Linked DNA regions of Bombyx mori: region 2 is linked to region 1. Evidence: chromatin contacts called from public Hi-C data. All regions are on one chromosome and are shown on one strand. Each heading gives the region's core, a stretch centred on a gene start, on an enhancer-like site or on the middle of the called end of the contact. The rest is flanking DNA. Distances are from core to core; before and after follow the strand shown. Region 1 holds the start of LOC101745886 (atypical kinase COQ8B, mitochondrial). Region 2 holds the start of LOC101746595 (nuclear pore complex protein Nup153).

Region 1 (2,750 bases), core at 65-2,564:
ATGAAAATATTTAAATCCACAAAAAAAAATATTATAGTATATTTTAGTTTATTTCGTATATTAAAATTTTTTGATAAACTATTTATGCAGTGTGTTGTAGTAAGGAAATAATTTTTATCTTTTTTTTTGTGTGCTGCCAAATTTTGAAATCGTTAAATATGTGCCGCAACAAAAAAAAGGTTGAGAATCACTGTATTAAGGTATTATTTTTCCTTAGTAGTTTTCAAGATCGATTATGTTATACCCAGTATATTTCTAGTGCATTATTCAATGTAAAATAATATTCAATTTATTTTAATATACAATTACTTACACTACTAAAAATTTATATAACAAATACTAAATTAATTAATTAAAAGTAAAATTCGAAGGTTTAATTAATAAAACTTATTTTATGTAAGTAATTAAGTACCTATCAAGCAAGCCATTCAAAACGGTTTTGCATCACTCAGTCATTTTTTATCATAAAGAGTCATGTAAGTCATAAATAGTCATGTAATGAAACCTCAACAATGTCATTTAAAATACGATTAATAATTTATGGCTCTAGAAGCAAATAACACCAGGTAGGAAATTCAATTACTAGACCATAATAAACTCAATATGAGAATGCCAGTATGTTACCTGCTATGTTAGATACAGTTTTAGTTGACAGTAGAATTTACACTTTGAATAGCAACTAGATAATATGGTCCAAATGCAATATTATATTATTATATAATAATATAAATTCTGATATATATGTATTTTAACTTTTTGGTTTTAAATTGGCATTAAATTTTTAAGCTGTAAGGATGACATCATGTGAGAACTGCGCGTAAGCATGTTTCCATGAATTTAACTATTATGAATGGTGTTGTGGGTGTGCAACGAAAGAATTTAAAGAATAGTATTCAAGGCTAATTAAATTATTGCATAATAAAACAAGTATTTTATAGGGTTTAATGAAAAAATGTTATATTTGTAATTTTACCAATATTATTTAGTATACTCTTTTTTAAATACGTAGGTAAACATTAAATAAAACATAGAAAAAATTAGTATTAGTGAGGTTTATTAAAACTTCGAAATGTACTCACTGAAATTTTGTACTATTGTTATTTCAAGTTGTGAACCTAAGCTTTATATTTATCAGTTTAAAAGAAAAGAAAATAATCACAAATTACTAATTTTAGAGAAAGATTCATCTCAATTTGTAACCTAGTTCATAGATCATAGATTATACGGCATAGATTATACACTTAATATTTGAGAACACAACTTAATCTCTATTCCAATTACGAAATCCCATTTGACAGATGTCAATAATCAAGTACTAGTAAAGTACCGCTTTAATCGATACTTGACGATATTGATATTCGATTACTATACCAAACACATTAAAATCGTATTCAGGTTCAGGCTACGGTTCCAAAGTTTAAATGAACAAAAATAATAAAAATTAACCACAATAGCCGAAAAATGGTTACAGTTTGACAAAATTTCTAGGTTTTTCTTAAATGTCCATAATTTCCAAACTGCATGGCATATATTTTTTTTCTGATTTTTTTCACGATGGTTACAATCAATCCTGTCACCCCGTTTCGGCTTGACGTTGAGTTCTGGGACACCCTGTAAAAATAGGTATGAAGCAAAATAAGCTGAAGTTGATTAGTTTGAGGCTTTAATAAAATTGGGATGAAATTTAATGAAACGAGATGCAATCGGGTGAAATAAAGTCTCAGTAAAACGGTGGTTATTCACTGAGACCTTTGTGGACTTTTTGAAAGAGCCTGAAAGAAGCTATGCCTTTATTTCATTTCCCTATATTCCTGCCCTTTCGCAGATGTTCAACAGTTAATGCCACCGTTATTACACATTTAAATTTGAACAAAATCTCTAAGTGTTACTCCCAATAGTCATAGATAAACAGTAATATTTTGTGCCCTAATTTTCTATTTAATTTCGTATACTTACCTACATAGACACACTATACACGGCGGTTTTCTCGGTTGACATATCGAAATCTTTGAACAAAGGATCGATTTTTTATCGAAACGAACCAATAAGCTGATCTCAGGGAAGAAAATCGAGATCAATTGTTCCGCGTGAGTCGTAAACGCAACTTTATAATATATGATAACGTTTAATATTTGGTTTCTCATGCTATAAAAATAAATTCCTACTTCCCTAAAAGCAAATTTAATTAATCATTAAATAATTTAGAAATAAACTACTCGAATAGATACTTATAAAAATTATATTTTCACCCTAAGTAATGACAAACTCGACAGATAGCTTTACGGCTTATATCAGTGAAAAGTCTGTTTAGGCATTTTTATATAAAATTTAATATTGAATACTCTTTGTATTAATCATTTTGGTTAGAGTTACTTTACAATTTAGAATACTCTCCGTAGAACATATGGTTTAAAACACCGAAAATATTTTTTAGACCCAAAGATTTTAAACGATCTCTCTGAATAAGATGATCGATAATCCAAACCTGACTGCCTCCACCTCTGACTTTCGTCTATAGCATAGTACGATTTTGTTCAACATCTGCCTATTAGGAGACATGATATACGATACTTACCTTAAAGAACAACAATATCAGGCGGCGGCCAAAAATTTAACTCACTCGAAATCATTATTTTAAAGAGTTTTGCGCAATATCGCTTAATGGAATTAAATTTTTTTGTAAAGACATCTGCGATATACCTAAGTTATTGAAACGGATAAGAGTTGACAGAAAAATACTACGTTACTAA
Region 2 (2,901 bases), core at 117-2,616, 210 kb before region 1:
ATAATTGAAAAAACTCGTATCATAATATGAATGGATGATCACACCTCATCAAATGGATGAGGGATCCTACAATAACTTTTTTTTTACTTTTGTTACCTATGTTTTAATATAATTTTTGTGCTATATATAACTATCAAAATAAGACAAGTTTTGAATCTAAGATGACACCAAGTGACTTCACATTTTACAGAATATTGTTGGGTTTTTCTTTTTTTTTTTTAAAGTAGCCAATAAGGGTTAATGTTACATAAATTATCATTATATGGCACTGGCAAAAACAAGTACTCTTGTCACTTATAATTATTTTTCCCTAGACCATAAAAAGTAAATTGTTTTATATATTTTTTGTTTATTTGCATGACAATTATATTTGAAAATCAAAATGTTAAAACGTAGTGTTTTAGTGTTTAAGGTTCTTAAATAGAAGGTCTTTAAGAAAAAATGTTATTTTTTGTCCAGAAGCTTTGATCTTTTTTTATGAATAAATCCAGTTTATAAAAACTTTAGTGTTTTCCTGTAAAGTTCATAAAATGTAATTAAAATAAATAGCTTTTCATGATATATGAACATGTGCATTGAACAGGCAAACTAAATTTCAACGAAACATATTTACCCTTGCAAAATTCTTCTACATTTAACTATATTTAAGATTATACTAAAGTAAAGTTCATGGTAATAATTAATTCATATAAGGTTCAAATGAATTAATTATTATTAGTAGCAAAAAAAAAATCTATGGGAGTAGATTAATTTTACTTGTGTTACAATTGAGGAAAAATCCAAAACCGAGTACCATATGAACTTGTTACTACAAGACGTGACTATCGCAAAAGCGAGCTTATCCGAATTCGCGATGACTCCACTATAGTATAAGCACCATTCGCTAAGCTGAACATGGAAATACAATAACGCGTGTGGAGTTTTTGTAGACTGAAAATATATGGAAATAGCAAAGCGCGTACTTACGCTGTTAGAATTGCCAGTAGAAGAACGCGTTCTCTTTTCCTTGCTTCTTGAAAACACCATACTCATTTTTTATCAACTTACAGCACTGATGAATACTTTCAATGTATCGTATTAAAGATCTAATTTCTGACTAAATTTATTCATAACTGGCAAAAACGTGACAAACATGGCGTCGTTAAAAGTGTCAGATTAAATGCTGTGCTCAACGGGAGGTCTAACAAATTTTCACGGCTCTTTGTGGGACGTAATAATCACAAAACATGAATGTCACTCGCCACCAATAAAACTTATTTATATTTGAATTCACTAATAATAAATTTAACGCAAAATTGGATGAATTTGAAGAATATTAACCAAAACTATCCATCCGCTGGCATTAAAATAATTTTTTTTAAAGTATTTTATGACCTGGTAACTAAGACCTTTAGGTCAAGTCTTTTTTAATTTATATTCTTATTTTTATGAAAAATGATAATATGGAGTGAAATGAAATGAAGACGATTAATTTGAGACATTAATCAATTGAGATGAAATTAAATTAAATGAGGTGATATGATAAGGGATTATATATAATCTCAAGAAAATGGTGGTCATTTACTGAGATTTTTTCAGTGGACTTTTTGGAGGATCTCGAGAAGCTACGTCCAGCAGCTTTGTTTCAATTTCCCACATTTGTGCACTTTCACAGATATTAAAAAGTTAATAAACCACCGTTATTACACATTTAAACCTGAAGAAAGACTAAATAGACAAAATAAAACAAATCACAGAACATCACTCCTCGCGTTCCCGGCAAAAAGTCCTCGCCAAATATATTAAGTGTATAATCTATGGTCTTCGCATTAAATTATATATATTTTTAAGGGATTTGAGGACCTGGTTACTAAGACTTTTAAGTCAAGTCTTATTTTAAATTATATTAAATTATCTATGGGTTATAACGGTAACCACTTAACATTAGGATATTCTTATTTTTATGAAAAATGATAATATGAAGTGAAATGAAATGAAATGCCTATTGCTAGAAAATGTAAGCTGTTCATAAGCATGCTCGTATTGACCATACTCAAAAGCACGCTTTTTAACATGCTATTTTAGAGCATGTGTAACAGTATCAGTGTAAAAGTAACAGTTAACAGTATCAGTACCGGTAGCAAAGTTAAAGAACACTCCGATAGAAAAAAGACAACTCCTTTCAAAACGAAGCACATCTTCTTCTCAGTCGCATGCACTCTTGGCAGAGTGGTCGTGATCATCACTTCGGGTGGTGGCGCGCTTCACCAGACGTCGCCGCGTCGCCATTCCTCGCGTACCGCGGCCCTTCTTGTGCACTCGTTAACGGGACCGTTTAGAGCTGCCTTTATTTGGTCGGTCCATCGAAATGGTGATCTGCCGCGCGGTCTTATACCCTATATCATGCCCTGCACCACAAAACGCTCAACTGAGTTGTCACCACGCTGCGACACATGCCCGAAGAAAGTGAGAATGCGACCCTGAACGATGGAGGATAATCGCTGCTTGATGCCGAGTTCCTGTAGAATTGACTGATTCGTTCTGAACTCCGTCCACGATATTTGCAGCATTCTTCTCCAGCACCACATTTCGAGACCATCTATCCTCTTTTTCTCACTTTCTCTCAATGTCCAGGTCTCAGCAGCATAAAGAAAAATGGGGAAGACCAGCGCTCTTACAAGTCTGATTTTAGTGGCTTTGGTGATATTTCGATTTCCCCATATTTTCTTCGGCCTGTCCATGGCTGACCTCGAAATAGCCATACGCCGCTTGATTTCATCCACGCACCCGCCAGTGTTCAGTGCACCTAAGTAAATGTATGAATGTACGACATCGCAGTTCGCAATTTTTGTGGCCTCTGGCCAGTTATTATTAGCACGATCGACAATCATGACACTTGTTTTGTGCAGTTAATTTTAAGTC

The links. Hi-C and Micro-C count contacts between places; a contact is called where the count stands out from the background.
Region 2: a contact with region 1 is called in a Hi-C map of middle silk gland, with 2.2 times the contacts expected there. The contact joins the promoter of LOC101746595 here to the promoter of LOC101745886 in region 1. A contact is called at or near these places in 2 of 7 Hi-C or Micro-C datasets (middle silk gland and posterior silk gland).

The regions. Positions count from the first base shown.
Region 1 is chr1:4,856,417-4,859,166 of ASM3026992v2, reverse strand. It overlaps LOC101745886 (atypical kinase COQ8B, mitochondrial), which reads right to left and starts at 1,314. Exons shown (of 9, transcript XM_038021735.2): 1 at 1,080-1,314.
Region 2 is chr1:5,068,986-5,071,886 of ASM3026992v2, reverse strand. It overlaps LOC101746595 (nuclear pore complex protein Nup153), which reads right to left and starts at 1,366. Exons shown (of 8, transcript XR_001140119.4): 1 at 967-1,366.